Regions from separate parts of the Oryctolagus cuniculus genome. Here region 2 is linked to region 1. A link is a contact called in public Hi-C data. All regions are on one chromosome and are shown on one strand. The core of a region is the stretch at or near the end of the contact, and the rest is flanking DNA. Distances in the headings are between cores, read along the strand shown.

Region 1 (4,988 bases), core at 1,795-4,294:
AGTGAACCCGTGGATGGGAGCTCTAACTCTCAAATAAATAAACAGAAATTGAATAAAAAATGCACTAGCACTAGCACTCCTCTTTCAAACTCTGCAGTGGATTCTCATATTACTTAAATAGTAAAAGCCAAAGTCTTCCAAAACCTGTAAGACCATACAGTAGGTGCCAATGCTATGGTGTAGCGGGTAAAGCCTCCGCCTGCAGTGCCGGCATCCCACATGGGCACTGGTTCGAGTCCCAGCTGCTCCACTCCCGATCCAGAATCAATGGGAAGAACTAGACCCATTTCCCCTATAAACCCTAGTGTGAATACAGTCTGTGCGCTCAGCTCTCAGCTTTCTGCTGAACTGCCCACCTGACCTGCCAGGTGCATTCTCTCATTAAAAAAAATGTGTTTCCTACCTTAGGTCAAGGCCAAAAAAATCAGACTAGCTCTCCTAAATGACAATTGAAGATTAACAATTTTAAAGGGTGGGAAATGCACTCTGTCTCTAAGAAACAGTAGTGGAATGAGCTGAGGCTGAATTCCTGGTTAATCACAAAAGTTGGGAAATCAGGAAACAAGACTTCAAGGAATCATACTTCTCTGAGGCAGGTATAGGAAGAAGATCCACATACTCCCTTTCACAGAGCCTACATTTTCCTTGCCAGTTAATACAGTGATTTAATTCATTTACTCACTCTATACTCACAAGAGCTCTGGAGAGGAGGCATGCTGGGGTATTTACCTTCAGGGATAAATGCGGGAAGTAAGCCCACCCAGGACCACCTACCACAAAGGACTCAGCAAACACAAAGCAGGCAGAGAGAGGCTTTTTCTGATTCCTGGTCAGACACTGAAAGCAGGCACCACCTCGGAAACTCAGCTCTTTGGGGGCAGGTGATGTAGGGGTTGTCACCGCCTGCCATGCGGGTATCCCACATGTTGTGGTTCCCAGCTGCTCCACTCCAGATCCAGTTCCCTGCTGTGGCCTGGGAAAGCACAGATGGCCCAAGCGCCCCTGCCACCCACCTGGGAGACCCACAGGAAGTTCCTGGCGTTGGCCTGGCCCAGGGCTGGCCCTTGTGGCCATCTGGGAAGTGAACCAGCGAATGGAAGACCTCTGTTTCTCCCCCTCTCTCTGTAACTCTGACTTTCAAAATAAATAACTAAATCTTTAAAAAAATAATAATAATTTCAGCTCTTTTTATCCCAGTTCTCCAATGACAGAGCATCATAGTAGGTCCAAGCTAGACCCCGACAGCACCTAGGTGGGATGGGGCAAGAGAGGAGTGGGTGCCCAGACCAGCTGCTGGGCAGACAGGAGAGAACAGAGGACTTACACTCTGCAAATCATCTCATCCCGCGGGAAAGTCAAAGGACATCTCTTAGAATTGATTAGTGCATCCAGTGGCGGGAACAGACCTACTAAAGGTGGTTGGATGGCTCTGGGGTTGATGCCTTTTGAATTGATTGGCCGAAGCCTAGGGTCCCAGCTGCTGGGGTGCACGTGCCGAACTGCAGGGTCTCGGGTAGCTATCAATCACCTTATCTGCACAAGCGGGTGCAGGAGGGGAGGGGGGAGGAGGTTAAGGCCGGGTGAGGCAAGGGTTTCATAGTTTTGGTTCCTTATCTGTACCTGGAGCACACAGTTTTAGCCTTGGGGGGAAAGGAGGTTAAGACCTGTAATTTTAAGCTCAATTCTTCAGTAAGAGAGGAGTGGGTGCCCAGACCAGCTGCTGGGCAGACAGGAGAGAAAAGAGGACCTACACTCTGCTAACAGCAAGGCCGGCACACTTCCAGGAACTGAGACACCAGAGCACTCTGTAACAAGCACCCAGTGGCCGCAGATTACCGAATTACTGAAGGTTACAAAGATAACAAGTGGCGGGGCAGGCACCAGCACCCCACATGGACAGAGGGTCAGTCTTGGCTGCTCCACTTCCGATCCAGCTTCCTGCTATGGCCTGGGAAAGCAGCGGAAGATGGCCCAAGTCCTTGGGCCCCTGCACCACATAGGAGAGCTGGGTGGAGTTCCAGGCTCCTGGCTTCCGCCTGGCTCGGCCTGGCCATTGGGACCATTTGGGGAGTGAACCAGTGGATGGAAGAGCACTCTCCCGCTGGCGCTCTCTCTGCCTCTCTCTGTAACTCTAGACTTTCAAATAAATAAATAAATCTTAAAAAAAAAAAAAAGATAACAAGTGGTGCCGCTAAAAGCAAACTCAGCAGTTGACTTATTTTGGCATCTTTGCGACTCTATCCGAGGGGCTACCGAGGCCTGGTATCACGGCCTTACACTAAGGCTAACCTAAGTCTTTTGTGGAAATGCACCACTGGGTCATTTCTCACACAGAGGGCCCCAAATGTACAGCCCATGGCTTCCCAGCTCCGAATAATAATCCACAGGACCTTTCCCTCGCATCAAAACGGCTCCTCAGCCACACAGCCCGAGCTATGGGGGCAGACGGGAGTCAAGCCAACCAGAACTAAATGACGCCATCTGAAGGGGTGCTAGGAGATGAACGCAGCAGACCCCGCCCCAGGAGCTGTCATTCCTCCGACCCACCCCGGCTCCAGAGGAACCCAGAGTCTGGAAGGTTCGCGGGGGCGGGGCAATCGGAACTGTAAACAATGGCAGCCTGGCTTCCTACGTTTCTCCCCGAACCCGGAAGGAGAGCCGCCTGATCCCGGCCCCTGGGCGTCGCGGCCCGGGGCCCACGCCTCCCGAGACGGTCACAGCAGGGCCCGCCTCAGTCTCCCATCCCCCGGGGCCTGTGGGGCCGAGGATCGCTAGGGTCTAGGTTTGGGGTCTCCATCGCCCTTGTCCTGACACCGCGGGCCCGGCCAGGACACCACTCCGAACTCACCCAGCTGGCGAGGGAGCAGATGCCCAGCACAGCCCCCATGGTGACGCTGCTGTTGGAGGTGACCTGTCCGGAGGCTCCCTGCGCGGTGGTAACTGCCAGCTGAGGCGTCGCCCCAGAAACGCGACCGTTCCCCGGGCCGGAAATACGGCCCACCCCTCCCTGGACGTGGGGCGTACGTCATCGCGCGGCCCCGCCCACCACCCCTTCCGTGGCGGCCGAGAGGGCACCTGTCATTGGTGGAGGAGGGCGTGGGCGGGGCTAAGCCAGCCTCGGGCTGCCGGAGCTGGGAAGGCTGGATTCCTTATCTGTTTTGTGTTCACTGGCAGCTCATTATTTGTAGAGACCTAGAGGGTACGCGGAGGCTCAGATCTGCCCTCACAGAATTTGTGATCTGCTTAAGAGGAGATATAAATGCACCATCCTGTAGCGTGATAAGTACTGTGAGGAAGTATTATGGGGGTAATACCCTCTCAATAAGAGAATAGTTATTGCCTATCGTGTAAGAGGAAAGTGATTTAGCTGGGGAGTAGTCTTGGCAGAATCTCTAAATAATTCACATATAATTTGAGAACTGACGGATGAGTCCTCTAACCAAGGAAAGATGGGCATTGTTTTTCCTAAAATGTGGGATGTACTCCATTTGGGCTAACTGAAAGGACTTTAAGTAACACTGAAAGGTAGCGTGGCGGCGTCCTGTTTCAAACCAGCAGGCCAGTCCTCTGAGGCCGGCATGAGGACTTCTGACAGCTGGTACTTGGGCCATTGGCACCCACGTGGGAGACCCAGACTGAGTCCCAGGCTCCTGGTTTCCACCTGGGTTGCAACCATTTGGGGAGTGACGCAGTGGGTAGAAGATGTGTGTGTGTGTGTGTCCCTCTCCCTCTGTAATTCTGCCTTTCAAATATTTTTTTAAAAAAAGATTCTAAAAATAAATTATCGAAAGACAAAGAGAAAGACATCTCTCTCATCTGAGGTTCACTTCCCAAAGGCTGGCAACAGCCAGGGAAGCCAGGAGCCTGGAACTCAGTCTGGCTCTCCCACATGGGTGGCAGGAACCCAACTACTTGAGCCACCTCCTGATGCCTCCCAGGGTGCAGGTTAGCAGGAGGCTGGAACCAGGAACAAAGTCAGGACGCAAACACAGGCCCTCCAATAAGGGATGCGGGAGTCCCAGGTAGCAGCTTAACCACTGCACCAAATGCCCTCCCTGCTTCCCCCCCCTTTTTTTTTTTTAAGATTTATTTTTTTATTCGAAAGAGTTACACAGAGAGAGGAGAGGCAGAGAGAGAGGTCTTCCATCCAATTGGCCACAGCAGCTGGAGCTGGGCCAATCTGAAGCCAGGAGCCAGGAGCTTCTTCCGGGTCTCCCACATGGGTACAGGGACCCAAGGATTTGGGCCATCTTCTACTGCTTTCCCAGGCTATAGCAGAGAGCTGGATCGGAAGTGGAACAGCCAGGTCTTGAACCAGTGCCCATATGGGATACCAGTGCTTCAGGCCAGGGTGTTAACCCACCGTGCCACAGCACTGGCCCCCCTGCTTCTCTTTTTAACAGAGTGAAGGCTTCATTTTTTGAAACTTTCCAACAGGCAATGGCATCTACAGTTTGGCAGCCTTGTTTTGTTTGGAGGCATGTGTATGTTTGCAGTGATTCTACCAAACAATGCTATTTTTTCATTTAAGTAGTAAAATAAATTTTTAAATAAATTTATGTAAAAGTTGAGAATTTGACGTTAGCACCGTGGTGTACCAGGTTAAGCTGCCGTCTGCAACAGCAGCAGCCCATATGAGCACCAGTTCAAGTCCCATACACTCCACTTCCAAACCAGCTCCCTGCTAATGCTCCTGGGAAAGCAGCAGAAGATAGTCCAAGTACTTGGGCTTCTGCTACCAGCAATGGAGTTCTTGGCTCCTGATTTTGGCCTGGCCCAGCCACAGTAATTGTAGCCATTTGGGGAGTGAACTAGTGGTTGGAAGATCTCTTTCTCTCTGTGACTCTACCTTTAAAAATTGAGTTTGTTTAAAGAAAAAAAATTGAAAAATTTTTACTAACACAGTAGTATAAGTGAAATGAAGACACAACAAAAATGAGGGCGATCTTATACAAATAACTAATGTAGGGAAATACTTACCTGTGAAC
Region 2 (4,988 bases), core at 1,358-3,857, 33 kb before region 1:
TCCCAGAACTTGCTGGGAACATGGCAGCCCTTCCCAGGCCTTAGGACCCAGCGCCGGAGTGCCCCAGGAGCTGAGACGGCTCTTCCCCGTCTCTGCCTTGGCGTCTGCCCCTGCCACACATCTCTGCTCCTCTGCCTATCTTCTTCACGCTTTTTTTCTTTTTAAATTTTTAAAAATTTACTTTCATTTTATTTGAAAAGCAGACAAGTGGAGAGAGATACAGAGATACCTTTCATCTGCTGGTTCACTCCCCAAATGCTGGCAACAGCCAAGACTAGGCCAGGCTGCAACCAGGAGTCAGGATTCCATCTGAGTCTCTCACATGGGTGGCAGGCACCTCACTATTTGCACCGTGACCCGCTGCCGCCCAGGGTATACATTAGTGTGAGTGTGTTAGTGTGAGTGTGTTAGTGTTAGTGTTAGTGTTAGGAAGCTGAATTGGAAGTGGAGCCGGGACTTGAACCGAGGCACTGCAGTGGAGAGGTATCGATGTGGGGTCTTCGCCACTGCGCCGCATGCCTGCCCCTGGCTTTTACACCTCTGTGCAGTAGGGAGTTCTGGCACCCTCGGCCCTCAGGTTCCGCCGGCCACCCAAGGAGTTCCCTCCATGCAAATCCTGGATTTGTAGAGGAGAGCGGCTGAGGACAGGACCCAAGTCTGGGGGCCAGGACCCTCTTGCCCTCCTGTGTGAGTGGGCTGCAGGCTGGGCGCCTATGCCTTGCCTCCTCTACCCTCTCCTTTGCTTAGACCACCGAAAGGACTCACTTTAGATTCAGTTTTGGGTCCTAGCACTAGTGACCAGGACCCCTTTCTTTGGCCTGTAGCCTCTAGCTGGGAGCAGCTGCCCACCAGCTCCCCACAGGGAGCATTCAGAAATGGGACACGGGGCCCGGGGGATGGTGGAACTGAGACTGCAGACCCCTCATCCCGTGCCCTTGAGCACACCGAGGGCAGCATCAGCCTAGGCGTGTTCCCCGCTCTGCCCACAGCCTCAGCATTTTCCATCGGATGGAGCTGAGGAAAAATCTGGAAGTAAGACGGCAGTGTTCGTCCGCGAGCCAGACACCAAGGACGTGCTGGCGGCCCTCCCCTGCTCTGCATGCAAATGGCTCAAAAGAGGGCAGACCCCTGCGGGTGCCTCTCTCGGCCTTGCAGCCACGCATCGCTGTTCCCGTGAGTCGCCCACCAGACCCTCTGAGGAGACGGAACCAGTCTCTCCAGCCCTGACCACATACCAGGCCCCTCCAATGACTTGACCCGCCCAGGCGCTCTCCCACGTTCAAAGGTGTTTAGTCTAAAACAAGCATTGCCATGCACGTCTCAGGAGAACCAGGGACCTAGAAGCCAGCCAGCAGGCGGGGTTTTCTGTTGTTCCTCTGTACTCAGCTCATTAGAGTATTGCAAAACAGTCAGTTGCTTCCACACCGGTTGCACCACTTTGCTTGTGAGGCCACGTTTTCCTCCCAGTTGTCTGGAGCATATCTGGATTCTCCTCACTGACAAACATTTTCTTTTTTAAAGGTTTTATTTATTTCGTTGAGAGGTAGAGTTAAAGAAAGGAGGTCTTCCATCTGCTGGTTCACTCCCCAAATGGCCACAACAGCCAGAGCTGGGCCAGTCCAAAGCCAGGAGCTTCTTCCAGGTCTCCCATGGGGGTGCTGGGGCTCAAGTACTTGGGTCGTCTTCCACTGCTTTCCTAGGCCATAGCAGAGAGCTGGATTGGAATAGGAGCAGCTGGGACTCGAACCAGCTCCATATAGGACACTGGCACTGCAGGCTGAGGCTTAGCCTATTACGCCACGGGGCCGGCCCCACTGACACAGCTTTTAAGGAGGAGGCATCCACAGGTTTTGCTCCCACCTGGGTGTCGGCTTTGCCTTTCTGTAGGCTCTTAGAGCCGTGTGGTGGGAAGGGGCGGCATCCAGCACGTTGAGGCAGAGGGCGATCAGCAGCAGCAGCAAGCGGCAAACCAGGGCTGCCTGGGACAGAGTCTTCATGGGAGTTTCGCACATATTACTCAGTCCCGTCAGGGCCAAACTGGAAGTCTTGTTTTTACTAAGGCAGGGATGCACAGGTCTTGGTGGGATTTTCTTGAGACTAGCAGTCAACACCCAAAAGTTGCCAGTTTCATCTTTTTCCCAAAGAGAAAACAAGGCTCCTTTAGGAAATGGGAGCACCCCCCCGGAAAGGGACACTTGGTGCAAAGCCTCCAGAGCGTTAGGCTCCATCCTTGTGACGCCTCCTGCGGGAGGTGCGGGAGCTGTGACTCAGCTGTGTCGCAAGCGACAGAAAGCCAGCTCAATGGACTGGAACCAAAAAGAGAGCTCGTTTGCCCACAGCACTGGAGCTTGGGCACAGGTGGATTCAGGGGCACCGGAGAGCTGTCCCTGCCTCTGCTGTCCCCAGCCTGGGCTTCACTCTCAGGCCAGCCCTGGCATCACGGGGCCCTTGAGTCTCAAGCCGACAGTCTTGCCACTGTAAGAGAGAAGAGATGTTCTATTTCCAAAGGGCCAAGGCCCCGGAATTGAGCCGCCTTGGCTCTGCGTGACCTGGCTTAGAGTCACAAGAGGATGTGATGCCAAATTGGTTCAGTTCCCTGTACTCACCCCCCCCCCCCCCCCCCGGGAGTCAGGAGTCAAGTCCATTCTTGTCAAACTTGCTGGCTAGAATGGGGAGAAGTGGCTCCCCAGGGAGAACGAGGGTGATGTCCTAAGTAGAAGGGGGACTTCCTGATGGACAAGTGTGCAGTTGTCCCTGCAGGTAAGTGTTACCTCCTGCTCTGCTCAGAGGGAGGTGGTGCCCACAGTGAGGAAGTGACTTGGCCAAGGTCACACATCTAGAACGTTCCATCCCGCTGGTGTGTCTGGATTCACAGCTCATGCTTTGAACCTCATTCCCTGAACTGCATTTCCATTGCAGAGCGTGCTGCTGCTCCTGGAGTTCAGAACAGTAGCCACAGCTTATGGTCCCCATGTGTAACCGAAATAGGAGGAATCTCCCCTTCACTTGGAAACAGTGGTCTCAGGAGGTAAAGCTTTGATCACCGCCTTGTGCATTTCTGTGACGTGCCGTCCCTCTCTCGTCACCCCAGACAGATGGATCCCCAGCAACTATCCGATTACTGAGAACATCCGCGCCATATACTTGACCTTAGAGAAGCTCATTCAGTCTGAAGAAACCCAGGTGAATGGAATTGTGATTCTTGCAGACTACAAAGGAGTGAGCTTATCGAAAGCATCTCATTTTGGCCCTTTTATAGCCAAAAAGGTGATTGGCATCCTCCAGGTATGGCCCCTGTTTGCTGCGTGCCTCTTCTGTGGTTGGTTTGGCTTCCCCGGGCCCTGTCCGTTTACCCCAGGTCTCATGAAAATGACACAAATCCCGCCTCCCACGTGTGCAAGCAGAGTAAGACAAAGTGTTAGGGGAAGGTATCTCCATGTTCTGTTTTATAGCCATTCTCATCAGGGTCTCCAGTCATTTCCAAAAGCCAGGGAGATGCCTTCCCTGTTTTTTTTTTTTTTTTTTTTTTTTTTTTTTTTTTTTGTGCGTTTGTTTTTTGCCTGGAAGGCAGAGGAGGAGGTCTAACAATCAGAAGTGGTGCTTCTGCCCAAGGTGCCGCCTGCCCGCCTGCCTGCAAGGCCCTGGGGACCTGAGCACTGTTGGAATGCTTCACACCTCCTGGTCTGTGTTTCAGGACCCAGGTCCCCGGGAACCAGGAAGCTTCTTACATGGCTGTACCATTTAGGGGTTTGCAGAGCGCTTTTACAGTCACTGTACCCATTCAGTCCTTCAGAGAATCCTCTGAGAGATGCAAGGCGAGAACGTTTTCCTGTGGGATGGACGGAGAACCTGAGGCCTAGAGAAGATGGAGCCCGGCCCCAGTGTGACAGCTGTCATAGTTTTTGATTCCCTATTTGTTCTGACCGCCCTTGTGAACGCGGGGCACCAAGGGTACGGCGGTTCTCACTGAGTTCCACAGGTGTGTCTGCACCCCTGCTGGGCACCAGGTTTACTGTCGAAATGAATCAGTGCCCGTTTGGACTTGTCCATAAACTTGAGTTCTGGCTTTCCTTAGCTCTCAGTCTTCTGATGCTGAACACCATGTAGATTCAAGTGTCAGGGGAGAGTTTGGGTCAGTGTTTCCTAGCCCCTTTCCTGGGAGCTTCACCATAAACATTTCCACATTAAAGGCTGTTGAAAAGGCTGTAGTTAATTCCATTGATATATATTCATTTCTTTAAAAAAAAAAAAAGATTTAGGCCGGCGCCGCGTCTCTCTAGGCTAATCCTCCGCCTTGCGGCGCCGGCACACCGGGTTCTAGTCCCGGTCGAGGCACCGGATTCTGTCCCGGTTGCCTCTCTTCCAGGCCAGCTCTCTGCTGTGGCCAGGGAGTGCAGTGGAGGATGGCCCAAGTGCTTGGGCCCTGCACCCCATGGGAGACCAGGAGAAGCACCTGGCTCCTGCCATCGGATCAGCGCGGTGCGCCAGCCGCAGCGCGCTGACCGTGGCGGCCATTGGAGGGTGAACCAATGGCAAAGGAAGACCTTTCTCTCTGTCTCTCTCTCTCTCACTGTCCACTCTGCCTGTCCAAAAAAAAAAAAAAAGATTTATTCATTTGAAAGAGTTACAGAGAGAGGATTATACAGAGAGAGAGAGAGATCTTCCATACACTAGTTCACTTCCCCAGATGGCTGCAATGGCCAGGGCTGGACCAGGCCGAAGCCAGGAGCCAGGAGCTTCATCTGGGTTCCCACATGTGTGGCATGGGTCCAGATACTTGGGCCATCCTCCATTGCTTTTCCGGGCCATTAGCAGGGAGCTGGAGCAGAAGTGGAGCAGCCAGGACACAAACCAGCGCCCATAGAAGATTCTGGCGTTGCAGGCAGTGGCTTTACCCATTATGCCACAATGGCAGCCCCTTCTTTATTTTTCCTTAAGTTTTTGACAGATGTTGTACGTATTTATGGAGTAACTTGACATTTTGATGT

Evidence for each region. A called contact is a pair of places that touch in the nucleus more often than the background predicts.
Region 2: a contact with region 1 is called in a Hi-C map of an unstated tissue, with 1.9 times the contacts expected there. The contact joins the enhancer-like site here to the promoter of SERINC3 in region 1. A contact is called at or near these places in 4 of 6 Hi-C or Micro-C datasets (ear pinna, psoas muscle, skin fibroblasts and 1 more).

The regions. Positions count from the first base shown.
Region 1 is chr11:14,607,085-14,612,072 of mOryCun1.1, reverse strand. SERINC3 (serine incorporator 3) reads right to left here and starts at 3,044. Exons shown (of 10, transcript XM_002721072.5): 1 at 2,849-3,044. The coding sequence starts at 2,887.
Region 2 is chr11:14,639,545-14,644,532 of mOryCun1.1, reverse strand. It overlaps TTPAL (alpha tocopherol transfer protein like), which reads left to right. Exons shown (of 5, transcript XM_051845016.2): 3 at 3,092-3,285. Among named protein-coding and RNA genes, the nearest start is that of TTPAL, 20 kb to the left of the region's middle. Within about 2 kb of position 2,607, at least 2 of the 8 cell types and tissues checked have an H3K27ac peak or open chromatin away from gene starts, as enhancers often do. A contact at or near this core is called in ear pinna, where this site is marked.